2 separate regions of the Sus scrofa genome follow, and region 2 is linked to region 1. A link is a contact called in public Hi-C data. All regions are on one chromosome and are shown on one strand. The core of a region is the stretch at or near the end of the contact, and the rest is flanking DNA. Distances in the headings are between cores, read along the strand shown.

Evidence for each region. Hi-C and Micro-C count contacts between places; a contact is called where the count stands out from the background.
Region 2: a Hi-C map of embryonic fibroblasts shows a contact between it and region 1, with 2.5 times the contacts expected there. A contact is called at or near these places in 1 of 47 Hi-C or Micro-C datasets (embryonic fibroblasts) and 1 of 2 datasets of targeted methods (skeletal muscle).

Annotation. Positions count from the first base shown.
Region 1 is chr3:14,446,924-14,452,403 of Sscrofa11.1, forward strand. The region is part of intron 4 of AUTS2 (AUTS2, activator of transcription and developmental regulator); the gene reads left to right. Among named protein-coding and RNA genes, the nearest start is that of GALNT17, 580 kb to the right of the region's middle.
Region 2 is chr3:14,697,688-14,703,319 of Sscrofa11.1, forward strand. The region is part of intron 5 of AUTS2 (AUTS2, activator of transcription and developmental regulator); the gene reads left to right. Among named protein-coding and RNA genes, the nearest start is that of GALNT17, 330 kb to the right of the region's middle.

The sequences.
Region 1 (5,480 bases), core at 2,873-5,372:
AGAAAATAATGTCAGTCCCCCGCTTCCCCGCGCGCACCGGCCTCCTGCCATTCTATGTCCCCTTCCCAGAGGAGAGGCTCTAAACAAAGAAGTAAAAACTCCTCCAAAACGGTGTGCGGCTGAAAGGGGACAGGCATTTTCCACACAAAGAGGTGTTTGTTGGCCTTGCGTTTGAACTCTTCGTTTTTGCCACAGTGGGGGACTCCGGCATGGCTGCCGTTTAAAAGGTAACCACGCCGTGGTTTCTGATTGCCTCTGTCACGGGGGTGCTGTGACCGAAGGCCAGGCGACAAAGCCCATGCGGCCAGAGCCACTGCCTGCTGCTGGGGTGCAGGTCCGCTCCTCTGCTGCCTTTGGTGTTTCTCTTCTCTGGCCCGAGGAGGAGTCACTCAGGGAGACTGAAGCTGGAATTCGTACAACCTCTTTTCAGTCCCCTTGATTTTAATCAGAAATACACAATTATTCTTTTCCTCCAAATAGAGAAACTCAATCCCCATTTTAAATTCAATTATTGTAATTGCAGCATTCAGAAAAATAGCACATTCATTTTCTAATAAGAGATTGTGGATACCAAATTACTGCATATAGCATGTCAAAACAGGAAACTTGAGACTGGCGGGCCAGTGGGTGTTTTTATCTTGGCAATTTGTATTTTCTTGTAGACAATTTATAGTAATCTTACCCTCCCTTGTTTATGGTCTAGAAGACGAGGTTTTCAAACCATCCTAAAATAAAGACTGTTGTTAGGGAAAATTGAATTTAAAATCTCAGTGATGAAAATAATGAATTCCGAGAGGGGCGCAAGTGTGTAATAAAGAGAAGAAGAAAAGGAATCAGCGTTTGGGTCCCATGGGGTGGGAGCCGACCATGGCTTCAGATCTTGAACCACCTCCTGACGGCTGTCGGAAACACCACATTTCCATTCCTCTCACCTTCTTGCATTTTAAAAACCGTAACTATATCTTGGAGTTCCCGTCGTGGCTCAGTGGTTAACGAACCCGACTAGCATCCATGAGGATGAGGGTTTGATCCCTGGCCTCGCTCAGGGAGTTAAGGATCCGGTGTTGCTGTGAGCTGTGGTGTAGGTCACAGACGAGGCTGGGATCTTGTGTTGCTGTGGCTGTGGTGTAGGCCGGCGGCTGCAGCTCTGATTAGATCTCTGGCCTGGGAACCTCCAGAAGGCCGTGGGTGTGGCCCTACAAAGTCAAAAAGACCAAAACAAACAAACAAAACATCTTAGTGGTGAGAAATGGTAATGTGAGCATTATGTTTGGGCCATGTGAGAGCACCCGTCCTCTGTTCCCTCCCGCAGGTTCCATTCCAGTTGCTTTTGTTGTCTCGAAGTAAATCAAATGTAAGAAGAAGTATCTCGGGATTTTGAGTTTCCTGATTTTTTTCAATCGGATTTTTGCAAGGGTTTGCAGTTATTTTTTAGGACTTACTTTTACCTCGAAATCATATTCATATCTTTCTCATAGACACCTACCACCTTCAGACATCTTAGCATCCCTCCCATCAACTACAGTTTATTTATTGATCTTCATTAAACACTTTCTATGACACTTTCCCCTGAGATGTTTGCATATTTATTGAGAACCTACCAGGTGCCAGGTTTACAAAGAGTAGGATACAACCAAAGTCGGAGATATGTTTGAGGAAAACTGACATAGTGTTGGAGGTACTAGAAACTGACAGCTGAAACAATGACCAGAGAAGTCCACACAAATGGAAGATGGAATGGACCTGTCCACGTGTCCCCGAGGGGTGGCTGTCGTCTGCTGGACTGCTGAGTCTGCTGAGTGACAACCGCTGTAGTCATAGTCTCTCAACCAGTCCCCATCTTTGCAGTTACCAGAGTTAATGCTCTAGGAAGTTTGATCTCTTCCCAAGGTTGCTCTTTGGCGGATTTTGTTAGTTCCATCCTTGAATATGCCTTGCATATTTAAAAAAAAAAAAAAAAAAAAAGGAAAGGGAAAAAAAAAAACCTCTGTGCAAAGGGCTAAGTAGTTGCTAATTCTGATGGGTCAGGATCTCTGGACAAATTCCGAAATGGCTGGCTTCCTAGTTGCACCAATAGTCACTTGATGTTTTTGGTATTTATTCTGTATCTGCCCATTTATTTATTTTGCCAATTTGAATTTGAGTGGCTATCTTCAGCGTGTCAAATCCCATAAGTCATTGTTGCACTCTGCATAACCTGCAGGTGTAGATTCCAGATCTTAGATCTGTGTGTTTTACTTTCGTCCCTATGCACAAGGTTACTGACTACTATTTGACTGAAGAGTAAGTCCAAATTATATTAACCTCCAAAACCATGCACCAAGCACCAAAAGAATGTTTATAAAACTGAAGTCGTAAGTCTTTCCTTGCTGTGTTGTATCGTGAAATAAAACCATTAGTTACCAGGAAGATTCCTGTTGTTCTCCTCTTTGAGAGGGAACGATAGTTTCTGGTTTTATTTGTTTGTTTTGGTTATTGTTTCTGTTTTCTCGTGCAGCTTAGTATCAAGTCTTCAAACACCTCCCAAGCAGAAATGTTTACAGAATATGATTTCCCCTCTGGCAGTAAAATGATACAAAAATCCAACCCAACATAAACAGCTATTAAGTTACCTCATTTCTGTGTGTGATATAATAACATATCTTTCATGAATGAGTTGGAAAAAAGAAAACTGTTAGTGTTCCTCTCTGACTGCTTTCACATACTTGAAATTCTTTTATTCTCAAAAAATATCTTGGGGAGTTCCCTTCATGGCGCAGTGGAATCCAACCAGGAGCCATGAGGTTGGGGGTTTGATCCCTGGCCTTGCTCAGTGGGTTAAGGATCCGGCATTGCCGTGAGCTGTGGTGTGGGTCGCAGACGCGGCTTGGATCTGGCATTGCTGTGGCTGCAGTGTAGGCCAGCAGCTGTAGCTCCGATTAAACCCCTAGCCTGGGAACCTCCACATGCCGGGGGTGCGGCCCTAGAAAGACAAAAGACAAAAAAAAAAAAATCTTGTGGAGTCCGCATCATCCTCTTTTAAAGGTTAAAAATACTAAGTGGGCTCCAAGGTGCTAAGTTCCTTTCCCAAGACTGCATCGCTGCTAAGGAGGGATCAGCATCCGCACTGAGGTCAGCCTGGGATTTAATGAGCAGGTTGTACTAGGTCCTGCTCTTAAGGGAGGGCTGACCAGGGCTGCGGGGAAACATGGCTGATGCCTGTGGTCCTCACAGCCTCTTTAGTTTCAGCTTGCTTCCGCTTACCCTCCGCCAAGCTCTTGCCCAGGAAGATATTTTTCAAGGAACTCCTTTGTATAGTGCATGAGAGACAGTCAAGTGCGGCGTCGTGCTTGCTGGGGACATGAACTTGGGAGGACAGACCGGGGTTCCACCACTGCCTCTGCCATTCGAAGCCTTAACTTCAGGTCTCAGACGCAGAGGGGTTGTCACACTTTGCTCCTGGGGCTCTGATCGGGATGTTCGTTTTTACTGACGGATAGCTGTTGGCTGGCATTTTTAGGGAGAAAGTGCTTGGAGAGAGTTCCCATGGCGAACCCCTACCCGGAAAGAGGCATGCTGCAGAGACAAGGGGTGAGCTGTACTTCAGGAACCAGGCTTTTCCAAAATGGATGGCTCAGAACTGCTCTGCTGTTGTGGACTCTCCTCTTTCTTCCCTTTTTTTTTTTTTTTTGGCAGAAGTGGACTTTGTCCCTTTGGCAGGGAATTGAATCTCGTAGGTGCCACTTAGCATGGAAAGCAGGAACTACATTCAGTGCTTCCCAAACCATAGGGGCTGGAAGGAAGAATGGTTTGCAGCAGCTTCATTACCTAGGGAGAAAGAACTCGGAGTTACAGGCACTTTAAGAAAGATGCTTTTACTTTGAGTGTCAGAGCAAATAGAACAATTACCTATTGAAGGCAAAGTGGATGAAAAAACACCTCTGTTCCTTCTACCCTGATCATTTCATCTATTCAGATTCATTCTGCCTTCCTGAAGGTGATTCGAGCCAGGCTGTCCTTGCTCGGTGGCTGCACCCTTCCTCTCCCCAGCTAGAGGTTCCCAGCCAAAGACAGACTCTAGGAGGAGCTTCCTCCAAGGGCGGGAGCACCACAGGAAGTATTGCAGGGATGCGTGGAATGCAAAGAAGGCGGGGCTGGGGGAGGAGGAGTCCACAAGGCATCAAATCGCCACTGAGCCTCTGCCTTAAAACTACACCAGGCTCTGTGACGATTCCAGGGACATCAGGCTACTCTGAGGAACTCATCACCCGCCAGGGAGCAAGGCTTCTATATGTGAAGTCAGCAGAGAAGTGCATTCTGTCTACACTGGAGTCAGATTTCCAGTACCCGTCGTCGCACATTCCCTTAAACAGACAAACAAAAAAGCCCTTTGTCTTGGTTAAATAATGAATGATCTTTAACATGTATTTAACACTTACTATGTAGCAGGCACTGTTCTAACCCCTTTTATGTTTGTTATATAAACATTATATATATATATTACTATTATGTTTTTATGAATGCAGTAAATGCGCTCAACAGCCTCCTGAGATTGATGCTATCAGTAGCCCCATTTGATAGATAAGGAGACTGAGGCACTGAAGGGCAGGCTGTTTGCCAGAGGTCCTACAGCTCACACGTGGTAGAACGAGGATGTGAACCCAGGCCAGCTGGCTCCACAGTCACAGAGGAAAGAGAGCAAGATGGTCGCTTTGAGAGCTTGTTGGCATTTCGGTTCAGTTGAAGAGCAGCCAGGCTTTGCTATCTGCTCATCTGGCTTTGGCTGCCTTAAGACCTTAAGCACCCTCCCCCTCTCCAGAACTGGGACCAACCCTGTGCGGTCCCACCCCGCTGCTCCCCAAGCCCCGCCAGGCCTCTCATTTGTAGCTGCTCTTACCGAGCACATTTCTAAACGGGGAAGGTTGCTCTGCTTTAAGGACATACAAATGGCTTGCCCTCACCTGTCAAGCATGATCCTTGTATTTTACCAGGCCCATTATGAACGCAATCTTTCTGTCGAAAATTTGCATACCTCCTTTCTTGAAAAGTAATGACAGCAATTTCTTTCCCTCCGCTCCCTTTCTGAGTGTCTCATTTAACGGCACCTGTGAAACCGACAGGCGCAGAGATGAGAAGTGAAAGAGAGCAGTTGATTAAATCATCATCAAGTCGGGCCTCAGAAAGTCAATTCTGCTTGCCGTCTGCAATGATATCCTTTTATCTTAAAGTAATGAGCTATGGCACTTTTGCATCGGGTAATGCGATAAGTTCTATTAGCATGTTCCATTTGCCTCACAAGCAAGGGCAAGTCATTTCAGCTAGCTCATATCACTACAATCAAAGCAATTGGCTTCCCAGGCAGAGAAGAAAGGGAAAAGGCTCAGGGTGATTTCTATGGATCACAACACAGCGGAAAAAATCGACTCTTGTATTATTTTAACCCATAACATACTTTTCCTTTTTCCTCATCAGCAAAGCTGGGTTTGATGAGCTCGCCCAGG
Region 2 (5,632 bases), core at 2,759-5,258, 250 kb after region 1:
GATCGAACCCAAAACCTCATGGTTCCTAGTTGGATTCATTAACCACTGAGCCACAGCAGGAACTCCTAATTTAGCTTTTTAAAAAATTTTGGCTAATCGTTAACTTGCCTAAAGCCTTTGGTCATATATTAAAACTTGGTTTGGGGGAGTTCCTGTCGTGGCTCAGTGGTAAACAACCTAACTAGTATTCGTGAAGGTGAGGGTTCCATCCCTGGCCTCGCTCAGTGGGTTAAGGATCTGGCACTGCCATGAGCTGTGGTGTAGGTCGCAGACACGGCTCGGAACCTGCGTTGCTGTGGCTGTGGTGTGGGCCAGCGGCTACAGCTCTGATTAGACCCCTAGCCTGGGAGCCTCCGTATGCTGAGGGCGTGGCCTTAAGAAAAAAAAAAAAAAAAAAAAAGCTTGGTTTTGTTCCTGCAGTCATTGATCGAACACTGTAAGGACCATTGAATCCATAAGTTTACTACCTGCCTCCTGTAAGGGCCTCCCATTTCTAAGACTTGCCCTTCTTAGATCTGATTCAGACCGAAGGTGACAATAGGAAGCCACTAGTTCCTAGTATGTCCAGTCTTCTAAATATAACAGACATGACGGCTTCCAGCCTTTGACCTTGTAATCTTTAGATTAAAATTCCAATACGGGGAAGCTAAGTTTCTCAAGGCGGGGGCGGGGGAGGAGTTCCCTGGTGGTGTAGCAGTTAAGGATCTGCCATTGTCCCTGCCGTGGCTGGGGTTCAGTCCTAGGCCTGGGAAGTTCTGATTGCCATAGGCACAGCCATAAAGAAAAAATAATAATAATTCTTGATTCTTGCAAGTCAGATCTCTGACCAGGATCCAGTTACCCAGTGTGTGGATGTTCCTTTTGTCTTGTCTTCCTTCTTTCTACTTCTGGTGCTGGCTGTAGCTACTCCCTTCCAATTTTGACATTGGTTCCCTCCCTTCCAGAAAGGAGAGGGAAGAGAGAAGCTTGGAACCCAATTAGAATGGACTCATTGGTGTGTCTGGTGAGAGGCTGAGGAATGAAGTGGCGATGCGACTGTGCCAGGGCAAGGGGCGCCGGTGGGGTGCAGGGGGCCTGCATATGGATGCTGGGGTGCAGAGGCCCTGTCTGCGGCTTCTCCAGAAGCTAATCTCTTGGCGGTTCTGCATTCCTCTTGATTACAGATAATCAAGATACAGAGACGCCTGCAGATCTGTCCCAGGCTTTCATCTGAGGTCTAATCCCTGATAATCAGAGATGACAATCCAATGTGCTGCGTGGCAGGTGTCAGCAGTGCTGCCTGATGAAAGCCCTTGGAGGGCTAAGTGGTTGTTTGAGCTGGTCACCTAAGTTGCCCACACTTTTGTGCGTCTCAGTTTATCCTGTAGGGGACCTGGCAATTTCTTCCCTGTAATATTGATTTTATTAGCAAACAAGACAAGAAAACTGTCCCATTTTGATTGCTCGGAAACATTTTAATGTCTTTTCTTGAAAAGGTAATGTTTGCCTTTGAGCTATGTTGGTATCGTAGAAACAGCTTCAGAATCAATGCCCGCTGGCTTCTTGAGGGCTTTGGCAGGTTTTTCGTGTGTGTTTGTTTGTTTTTGCTTTTTTAGGGTGGCACCTGTGGCATATGGAAGTGCCTAGGCTAGGGGTCAAATCCACAGCCACAGCAACACAGGATCTGAGTCATGTCTGTGACCTACACCACAGCTCACAGCCACGCTAGAGTCTTAACCCACTGAGTGAGGCCAGGGATTGAACCCGTGTCCTCATGGATACTAGTTGGGTTCGTTACGGCTGAGCCATGACAAGAACTCTTTTTGGCTGTTTTTGAGACAGCTCTTAAGCAACTGGAAAATCCAGCTCCAAATTCACACTTTCCAAGGCACCTTTTCTTTGGATTTCTTTGGGAGTCAGGGTAGAGAAAAATCTGTTACCTATCTTTAAAAAAAAAAAAAAAATTGGTAGAAACACCCCACAGTGCTACCATTTGGGTTGGGGGAGGTGTTGTGAAACTAGAGAGAGAGTGCCTCTTACTTCTGAAATTAATTGTATTTGGAAGTTGGAGAAGAATTATGCCATACGGCAGGCACCCACTTTTTTTCCCTGGAGAGGTTTTCTCGAGAGGGCCGTGAAATCAAGCAGAGATGGATGTTCAACTTCAAAGAGGTGAGGAATGGACATTGCTGCTTGAAACCAGTCTCCATGTCATTTGTATGTGATGTACATCTCTCCCAGCCCTGTCCCTTTTTCCTCTTTCCCAGTAGCACTCCAGGTGACCGTGGCACTGAAGGGAAATCAGGAGCTCTCACCCACTGGCTCTACCCTAGAACCCTCCCAGTTGCAACCTAGGTCTCTGCTGGCCTGTTTGCCCTGTGCTGAGAAAACCTCAGCAACCTTTCCTATGCACCAAGGAGGGACCCTGCCAAGCTGCAGATGGGGAATGAAAACTCCAGATGTTTGCGGGGGGGGGGGTGTCTCCTTGCCCCCAGGTATGGCCTGGTACTCTTGCAGGGCCTCTGTGGTTGGGGTAGTAGCGTAAGGAGGCCAGAATTCTGGCCAGGGGCCCACCAGACTGGACAGAAGGGAGCTTTGGCGCTCTGGTTGCCCGTGTGTTGCTCAGGGGCATCCACTAGGGGCCAAGTTTGTGGTCATTGAGCACCTCCGCCCTCCCCGCCACCCCTTTCGGGCAGGCGCTACACAGGGCGCTAGAGAACACATGACGGTAAATGTTAGGATGATAGTAATTGTGCATTCAGTGAGGCTGTGGCTTTGCTTTAATCCTTTCCCTGCATCTGGCGGTCACAACCAGCGCCACATTTGTGGATGGAAGGTGTATAAATGACAGTGGATTTGAGGACTAAGGGGAGGGGCACTTGTAACGGCCACTTCATGCGCTGGTATCCTTGAGCCGCTGTGTTCAGCCTTTGACCAGGCGGGGATAAGGTTGGATTAAGTACTTTCTTCGAATACTAGACTCTGGCTGCGCACCCCCCCCCCGCCTCCATTTTCAACAATGTACTTATTGAACACCTACTATGTGCCAGGTGGTTTCCATAACTTACTTTCTCATTTCTCATCACAACTACCCTGAGAGCTGGCTCTCTGCAGATGTGACTGGCCTAGTGGCAATACAGCCCCAGCCTGTGGGCCTAGTGGCCTTTCCCTGCCGCGGCGCAGTCGTGGAAGCCGCAGCTGCGGGGAGGACACGGCAGTGCCCGCCGCGCCCGCCCGCCGGGAAGGCGGCCGTGGGGACCTCGGGCCCGAGCCGCGGGGGTGGGAGGGGGAAGCGACAGCTGTCGAGGCCGAGCCCGGGGACTGCGCCCCCGCGGGGCCGACCCGGCGCCGGGGCCGAGAGGAGGGGCGGCGAGGGGCGGGGCGCGCGGGGCGGGACGGAGGAGGGGCGGCGGCACCGGCGGCTCGGGCTCGGCGCGCCGAGGAAGTCCCGCTCCGAGAGCTGCGAGCGTCTGGAGGAGGCGCGCTCGGCGCAGTCGGGGAGCGAAGTCCGGAGCGAGGGGCCCCTGTGCCGCCGCCGCCCCCTCCCGCCACCCGTCCAGCCAGGGAACCCGCGGCGCCGGCGGCCGATGGAGTTTACTTGAGCGGCGAGCCGGCGGGAGAGGCAGGCGCCCGCGAGCGGAGCGCGGGCCGGAGCCGAGCCAGCCCTAGGCGCTGCCCGTCCGCCCGCGAGCTCCGGCCGGGAGGCGCCGCCGGCCCCGCGTAGCCCGCCCGGCGCCCCGGCCGCTGCAGCGCCGCCCGCGCCGCGCGCCAGTGAGATCGGCTCCGAATAAAGACTCCCAGAGCGTCTCCTCCAGCGCCGCGGCGGTGGCGGCGGGACCGGGACCGGGACTGGTCGGCCCGCGGTGCTGCTGGAGAGGCGGGAGCGGCAGTCGGGGAGCCCGAGGCGGCCGCCGGGGAGAAGCCGCCGCCGCCGCCGCCGCCGCCGCCGCGCGCCCTCCTCCTCCTCCTCCCTCTCCCTCCTCCCCTCCGCACATGGTCTCCTTTGTCCTGTCGCCGCCGCCGCCTCGCTCTTAGCTCCGCGCGCCGCGGCCGCGGCTCGGGCCGCTCCTCTCCGCCTCGCCCGCTCGCCGGCCCGCCCGGGACGCCCCTCCGGTCCCCGCCGTGCCCCGCGGCCCCGCGCGCCGCCGGAGCCGCCCGGAGGCAGCGGGCGAGCGCCGGCTGGGCGCTCCCTCCCGGCCGCCCGCCCGTCGCCGCCGCCCGCTTGGCCTCGGCCGCGCTGGATGTGTGCAGGCGCTGGCGCTCGGCCGCCCCGGAGCTGCCGCCCGTACGGATTTGGTTGGCGTGCCTCCGCTTTCAGACTTTCACCTGGAAAGGAGAGACTCGCGCGGACGGAGCCCGGTCGGAGTTGGGCGTTTTCTCTTCGTGTGTTTGGCTGGCTTTCCCCCTGGTCTCTGACGATCCCCCATCGTGAGCCTTGCTCTGGAACCAAACCATGAACTTGGGGCTGACAGGACTGCTTAACCCTTTACGACCAGGTAATGCAGCCCCGGGGGCGCGGCTCCCTCGCTTGCCGCCGGTGGTCGGGAGGGAGCGGCGGGCCGGGGGTCTTTTGTTGCGGCGGCCGGGCCGGCGGGCAGGGGTGGCAGGGGCGAGCTCCTCGCGTCTGGCGCGCCCGAACCCCCCGCCGCCACCCCTCCTCCCTCCCGCCGCCCGCCCTCCCTCCGCGGCCCGGTCGCCCGCCTTTGTACTTTCCTCCCCTGGCCCGCCGGGCTCCGGCGGGGAGCGGCGGCGCGAGCGGCCGGAGCTACGCGGTCGTGCCCGGGGACCGGAGCCGCCCCGAGGGGCTGCGCCTGCCTCCGGCCGGGGCCTGGCACCCGCTCGGGCTAGAGCTCTGGGCGCTGCGCTCGCTACCGGTGCCGGGGGTAGCGCTTCCCCGCGCAGAGGTCGGGATCCTGGCCCGCACGCGCGGTGCCCAGGGAAGCGAAAGGAGAGCTGGGCTGGGATCGCGGCCGCTGGGCAAAGAACTCGCACCCAAGTTTCGGGGAGGTTTCTCTTTTCTGGTTGCAAAGCCCCTCCGGGTGCGGGTGCGGGTGCGGAGGGCCGTCCGCGGGGTCCGCGAGCGAAGGGAATGAAGGTGGACCTTTAACAGGAGAGGCTGCGTCCCACCCCTGTCTGCTCCTCCGAAGGCTTTTATTCGTTTTCCTCATTCTCCGTGTTCCTTCCTTCAATCTCTTTGACTTATTTAACTTTTCTTTAAACACCAACTACGGCGTCTAGCAATTTTTCAGTATTAACCCCCCCCCCATAAAAAACAGCCAAGAGGGAGCTTTGTTTTTCTATCCTTTCTAGATGCAGCCACTTCACGCCCTCACTCTCCGAAACCGAGCGAGGGGGATGAAACGAAATGGCGAGCAAAACCTGAAGTCGTTAGTATGTAGAGGTGCCCCCGTGGTAAAAAAATAAAGGAGAGGAGAGGATCTGCTCGCTAGCTAAGTCTCGGCTCGGCACGTTTCCATTAGCCGAACTGCTGATTATAAAGGGGGGGGGCAGGAAAATGTTCCAGGTAATGTAAGGAATTGCAGACTTTTTCCTAAAAACAGTGAAAAAGAAAACATCCCAAAGATTAAGATCCAGAGAACCACAAATTTGTTCAAATGCTTTCAAGCGCAAGTAGAATCTGAAAGTTCAGGGA